2 separate regions of the Zea mays genome follow, and region 1 is linked to region 2. A link is a contact called in public Hi-C data. All regions are on one chromosome and are shown on one strand. Each heading gives the region's core, a stretch centred on a gene start, on an enhancer-like site or on the middle of the called end of the contact. The rest is flanking DNA. Distances are from core to core; before and after follow the strand shown.

Region 1 (2,942 bases), core at 207-2,706, 240 kb after region 2:
GCCCTCTTCAACCAGGCAGCTGTGGCTGCAAGCCATGAGGACACCAATGAATGTCACGTCTGTGGGCTCGATCCCGGCCTCGCGCATTGACGAGAAGAGTTCCAACGCTTCCCTGCCCCTCCCATTGGTTGCCATGCCCTTTATCAAGGCTGTCCACGTCCACGAGTTCTTCACAGGCATTGACTCAAACGCTTCAACCGCATCGTCAATGCATCCACACTTCGCGTAGAAGTCCACCAGTGCAGTGCCGAGAATAGTTGTCAGAGATAGGCGCTTCCTTCTTACGTAGGAATGCACCCACTTCCCTGTCTCAAGTGCACCCAGGACAGCACAGGCAGAGAGCACGCTTACCATGGTCACATCGTTCGGCTCAACTCTTGCAAGCTGCATCTCACTGAAAAGACCGAGCGCCTCTCGGCATTGATCTGCCTGCGTGTAGCCTGAGATCATTGCGCTCCAAGCAACCACATCCCTGGACTGCATCCCATCGAACAGCCTCCGTGCCTTACCAATCTCTCCGCACTTGGCATACATGTCCATCAGTGCGGTCACCAATTTCGGGTTCCTCGCCAGCCCCTCCTCGTCCACATGTCCAGCAACCCACTTGCCAAGCTTCGCGTCACCTATCCTTCCGCATGCCGTGACCACACTCACCAATGTGACCTCATCAAAGGCCACACCAACCTCAAGCATGCCCTTAAACATCTCCACCACCTCCATCCAATCTCCGTTCTTCAAGTACGCCGCGACGATCGCGTTCCACATCACCACGCCACTCTCCTCCGCCGCGTCGAACACAAGCCGTGCCGCCGCAACGTCGCCACAGCTCGCGTACATATGAATCAAGCTGCTCAGAACGAACCGATCGGCCACGAGCCCACGCTTGACGGCGTACGCCTGGACGCCGCGCCCTACGTCCAGGGCGCACATCCTGGAGCACGACTTGAGGGCACAGGCGGCGGTGTGCTGATCAGCGGGGCAGGCCGAAGCCGCGTGGAGCATTTCGATGAACAGGTGCAGGGCGTCCTCCGGGTGGCCCGCGTGAAGGAAAGCTCGCATAAGGACGTTGTAGCACGGCGTCGAAAGGGGCGGCCGCGGGCCCAAGCGGAACAGGCTGACCGCGTAGGGGAGCAGCGTCGGAGAGGCCGCGGCCGCCTCGAGGAGGGAGTGGAAGGATTTGGCCGACCCGGTGAGCTCTCCGGACTTGATTAGTGCCGCGTGGAGCTGTGGCAAGTAGCTAGGATCTGCGCGGAGTGGAGCACGTGGCGGCGCCGGCCCGGCGCGGCCCGGTGTGGGGAGAGCCGCCGTGGGGACGGCGGTGGCCATTCGAGATGCCTTGCTTGGGTTTAACTGCTTATCGTTGGTTATTATTATCCAAGTGGTCTCTGCCTCTGCGTGAGACACTGATATCTGGGCCCACACGATAGAGATACCTGTCCTCCATTTAAATTCCGGATCCGCCTCTAGTCTCCGGCGTCTCCGCACAACAACTAATCACCATGGCGGCCTCCACCTCTCCACTCCTCCTCGCCCTTCTCCTCCTACCCGCGCTCACGGCAGCGGCCTCGCTCCTGGCGCTGCCGCTCTCGACGGCGTCGCGGTGGATTGTAGGTGTGGATGGGCGGCGCGTGAAGCTGGCGTGCGCGAACTGGGCTTCGCACCTGGAGCCCGCAGCCGCGGAGGGCCTGGCGCGGCGCCCCGTGTCGGACATCGCAGCGCGCGTGGCAGCGATGGGGTTCAACTGCGTCAGGCTCACCTGGCCGACCTACCTCGTCACCAACGCCACGCTAGCTTCGCTGCCGCTGCGGTGGTCGCTGGAGCGCCTAGGCATGCTGGAGTCCGTCGCCGGCGTCAGAGTCAACAACCCCGCGCTCCTCGACCTGCCCCTCATCGACGTGTTCCGGGTACGTGTTTTTTTCCCGCTCAGTGGAGCACTCAAATTTGTATTTAGTTATTGCTCAAGAACCAGGATTGTTGGTTTAATCGAGATTCTATTTCTTCTTTCGACTAATTTTAATTTTGTGCCACTACCAATCAAGCGCGGTTGATTTTTTCCATAAAAGAAGCTTTATAAAAAGGTTATCAAGAGTGATACATAATACAAAGACTTGATACTTTCAGTCAGTCTCTGCCTAATGCACATAGGCAACCTAACAGGAAAAAGAAAAACAGACATAAATATAGCAGCATCCCCAAGCTAGCGACAATCAATCCGAAGACTAGATTGTCACCTATGCGACCGAAAAAAAAAATATTATGGTCGTCCACATCAAGAGTTATGATCCCTCCACAACCAACGGTCACATCTCCTCTCGCTGAAGGATAACCTAACTTGAAAGATTCCGTGTGACCAAATAGATAACCTGCAAAAGAGAGTTTTTTCTAAAAACTATGTTATTTCTACCGATCGAGAGCGCCCAACACAACACCGCCGCTACAAGTAAAAACACTGGTTTCAACACACTATTAAAACCTTGAAGCCAACCTCCAAACATATGCATATGGTCCACATTTTATGGTTAATTGATTCTAGTGCCGATCTGTTGATGTTTTTTAGATAAGGGTTACTTAAGTTGGCCTTCTTTGGAAGGCATTGTAGGAGCAGCGATCGAACCCTGGCGACCAGCTCCCGCCCTGCAAAAGCACTGTAACTGTTAATGTGACCGGTGCTGGCCCAAGTGAGAACGAGGAAAATAATTGGATATAGCTTCTTTCTCTTGGCTTTGAATTGGCAAGTAGTGATTTTTGTTAAGTCAAACTTATCTGGGTTTGATCAAATTTGTAAAAAAAATGTATAGTATCAACAATGCCAGATAAATGCACTATAAAAATACTTGATGAAATTAATTGGATGCGGCAGGTGTTGTCATGTTAGTGCACTTTGTGTACACTTGGTCAAAGTTACAAAAATTATACTGAGGAAAAGAACTCAAATAAACTGT
Region 2 (3,202 bases), core at 19-2,518:
GAGAGTTTCTGTAATTCTTTATTCACATCCTCTGTCTCAAGGGTCAGCATCTGCCTTTCAGTAATAAGTCTCTTTGCCTCCATATGCACTTGATGAAGCTCCTTCTTCACCGCATCACCACTATGTATGTCTGCCTCCATTAATCTAATTCTCTCCAATAAATCTCTAATATGCAAATCAGTCTCTGTCTGAACTTCACCTAGGTGGGTGCGGATTATTTGCATCTCTTTCTCTGTATCAACAATGTCCTGCCTCAAGACCACATGGCTTGATGCTAACCGCTGATTCTCCATGATAAGCTTTTCCACTTCTGCAGTCTGCATGGCAAGCTTGTTCTCCAGCATCTCCAGTGTAGATGAAGACTCCAAAGGTGAGTGGCTAGAAAGGCTGCCTGCAGCGAAGGAACCATGGCGCATCAGTGCTGGAGCTTGGGCAGTCAGTCCATCTAGGTGTCCACGGTGAGCCATTATCCTGAAAATACAAATATTGTACATGAAGATGAAAACAAAAGGTGCTTTCAACAGATGCAATTAACAAATAAACACATACCAGGTCTATTAACATGGCACTGCCAGAGATTAGAAAAGCGTTTAGCAAACACTACACTCAGTATTTTATTTTAAAGATTGCAACTACTTCCTACTATCCTACTACATATTTAGCTCGTACATCATGTTCCAGGACATGTTACATGTATCAAGGAGCTGGAACGGTGAGCTTCCTATCCAAGGAAAAAAAACATTGCATTGATGCAATCAATGCAAGTATGTAAACATTTCATTCATGAATCCTAAAGAAGTGAGCATAAAAAAGAATAATACAAACACATCTCCCACTACAACGACATAAAAAAGCATCATCTAACTAAACCTAGATGTTGTGTCCTGAAAATCCATAAGTAGAATCTGGATACATAAAATCAGAGGCATGTCCAATAAAGGACATGAGTGTACACCTACACCCCGATAAAAGGTTTAATACATGTATAGACTTGTGATTATCAGATCCGAATACAAATAGCCAACAAGCTGAAGTTAGGGTTCGGGTCCTCAGTTTTGCGCAGAAAAGGGAAGAGAAGGAGCGGGCATACCTGGCGGGGTCGGTTCTCGCCGCCAAAGGCCCGAATAAGACCTGAGCAGCTGGGCGTAGGCCGTAGGGCGGCAGCGGTCGCCCTAGTTGGTTCGCGCACGCGAGGTGAACGAGAGAAGAAAGTGGCACGCGACTTGAACGGGAGAAGAAAAACACCAAGGCAGGAAGCAATCATTTTCCTTCTGGGCTGTTTACAGTTTGCTTCTCCGCGAGGGCTACTGGGCCGATATCTTCACGCGCATGACTAACGGAAAGGCAGAAAGCCGCCCATGAACCTGGCTCATCCTTTCTTCGTTTTTTTTGGCCTTCTTTCGAACTCTTCGGTATACATTGCCTCAGCCAATCAGACCATGCTAGAACACCTTCCTATTTGCATAGTGGTTCCTCTGAAATATATAGGGGGTGTTTGGTTTAAGACTGACTCCAGCAGCAACTTGTAAAGGGTCTTATACTCTAAATGTAGGGGATGGTCAGGTCCTTTATCCCTCCAACAAAAGACTCTAAAAAGTCCTCTAAAATTTAGAGGATGGCATGTGTGCGCTATCTATAGAGGGTGCTCTATACACTGTACATGTGTGTCAGATCTTTTTTGTGTCTGTACGCTCACATGGTGACGAGTAGTGTCGGCGTTTCGACCCCGGGGGGTCTCTGGACCGACGAGTAAATTGTCGCCGCGTGTCCCAGCCCAGATGGGTCGGCGCGAGACGGAGCACAAAGGGGGGAGAAACAGCAGAGGGGAAACCTGCGGCCTTCGTGTTGTCCTGCGCCCAGGTCGGGTGCGCTTGCAGTAGGGGGGTTACAAGCGTCCGCGAGGGAGAGTGAAAGAGAGAGAGACTGTCCGCCAGCCCGTTCTCCCGCGCGGCCAACCTCTTCGTACGAGAGCCCTGGACCTTCCTTTTATAGGCGTAAGGAGAGGGCACAGGTGTACAATGGGGGGTGTAGCAGTGTGCTAACGTGTCTAGCAGAGAGGAGCTAGAGCCCTAAGTACATGCCGTCGTGACAGTCGGAGAGGTTTTGACACCCTGTTCATGTGATGTCGTGGCCGTCGGAGGAGCGCTTGAGCCTTGTGGAAGGACAGCTGTTGGGGCTGTCGGATCCTTGCTGACGTCTCCTTGCTTCCGTAAGGGGCTGAGAGCCGCCGTCGTCATGGAGCACGCGGGGTGCCATCATTACTTGTTTACCGGGGCGAGCCAGATGGGACGCCGGTCTTGTTCCCCGTAGCCTGAGCTAGCTAGGGGTAGGGTAATGATGCCCCCCCCCCCTGTGACGTGGTCGGTCCGAGCCCGAGGTCGGGCGAGGCGGAGGCTCCTCCGAGGTCGAGGTCAAGTCCGAGCCCTGGGGTCGGGCGAGGCGGAGACCGTCTTCCGAGGTCGAGGCTGAGTCCGAGCCCTGGGGTCGGGCGAGGCGGAGTCCGTCGTCCGAGGTCGAGGCTGAGTCCGAGCCCTGGGGTCGGGCGAGGCGGAGACCGTCTTTCGAGGTCGAGGCTGAGTCCGAGCCCTAGGGTCGGGCGAGGCGGAGTCCGTCGTCCGAGGTCGAGGCTGAGTCCGAGCCCTGGGGTCGGGCGAGGCGGAGACCGTCTTTCGAGGTCGACGCTGAGTCCGAGCCCTAGGGTCGGGCGAGGCGGAGTCCATCGTCCGAGGTCGAGGCTGAGTCCGAGCCCTGGGGTCGGGCGAGGCAGAGTCCGTCGTCCGAGGTCGAGGTTGAGTCCGAGCCCTGGGGTCGGGCGAGGCGGAGCTTCCTATGGCGCCCGAGGCTGGACTTAGCTGTTGTCAGCCTCACTCTCTCGAGTGGCACAGCAGTCGGAGCAGGGCAGGCGGCACTGTTTTCCTATCAGGTCGGTCAGTGGAGCGGCGAAGTGATTGCGGTCACTTCGGCCCTGTCGACTGAGGAGCGCGCGTCAGGATAAGGTGTCAGTCGATCCTTGTATTAAATGCTCCTGCGATACGGTCGGTTGGCGTGGCGATCTGGCCAAGGTTGCTTCTCCGCGAAGCCTGTCCGAGCTGGGCCTCGGGCGAGTCGAAGGTGCGTCCGTTGCTCGAGGGGACCCTCGGGCGAGATGTGAATCCTCCTGGGTCGGCTGCCTTTGCCCGAGGCTGGGCTCGGGCGAGGCGGG

Evidence for each region. A called contact is a pair of places that touch in the nucleus more often than the background predicts.
Region 1: a Hi-C map of tassel shows a contact between it and region 2, with 2.2 times the contacts expected there. The contact joins the promoter of LOC100193538 here to the promoter of LOC100285057 in region 2. A contact is called at or near these places in 2 of 25 Hi-C or Micro-C datasets (leaf and tassel).

What each region holds. Positions count from the first base shown.
Region 1 is chr10:128,041,385-128,044,326 of Zm-B73-REFERENCE-NAM-5.0, forward strand. It overlaps LOC100193538 (Cellulase (glycosyl hydrolase family 5) protein), which reads left to right and starts at 1,457. Exons shown (of 4, transcript NM_001138649.1): 1 at 1,457-1,904. The coding sequence starts at 1,500. It overlaps LOC103641766 (pentatricopeptide repeat-containing protein At1g08070, chloroplastic), which reads right to left and starts at 1,875. Exons shown (of 1, transcript XM_008665099.4): 1 at 1-1,875. The coding sequence starts at 1,326.
Region 2 is chr10:127,803,585-127,806,786 of Zm-B73-REFERENCE-NAM-5.0, forward strand. LOC100285057 reads right to left here and starts at 1,269. Exons shown (of 4, transcript NM_001254887.2): 1 at 1,091-1,269; 2 at 1-471. The coding sequence starts at 467.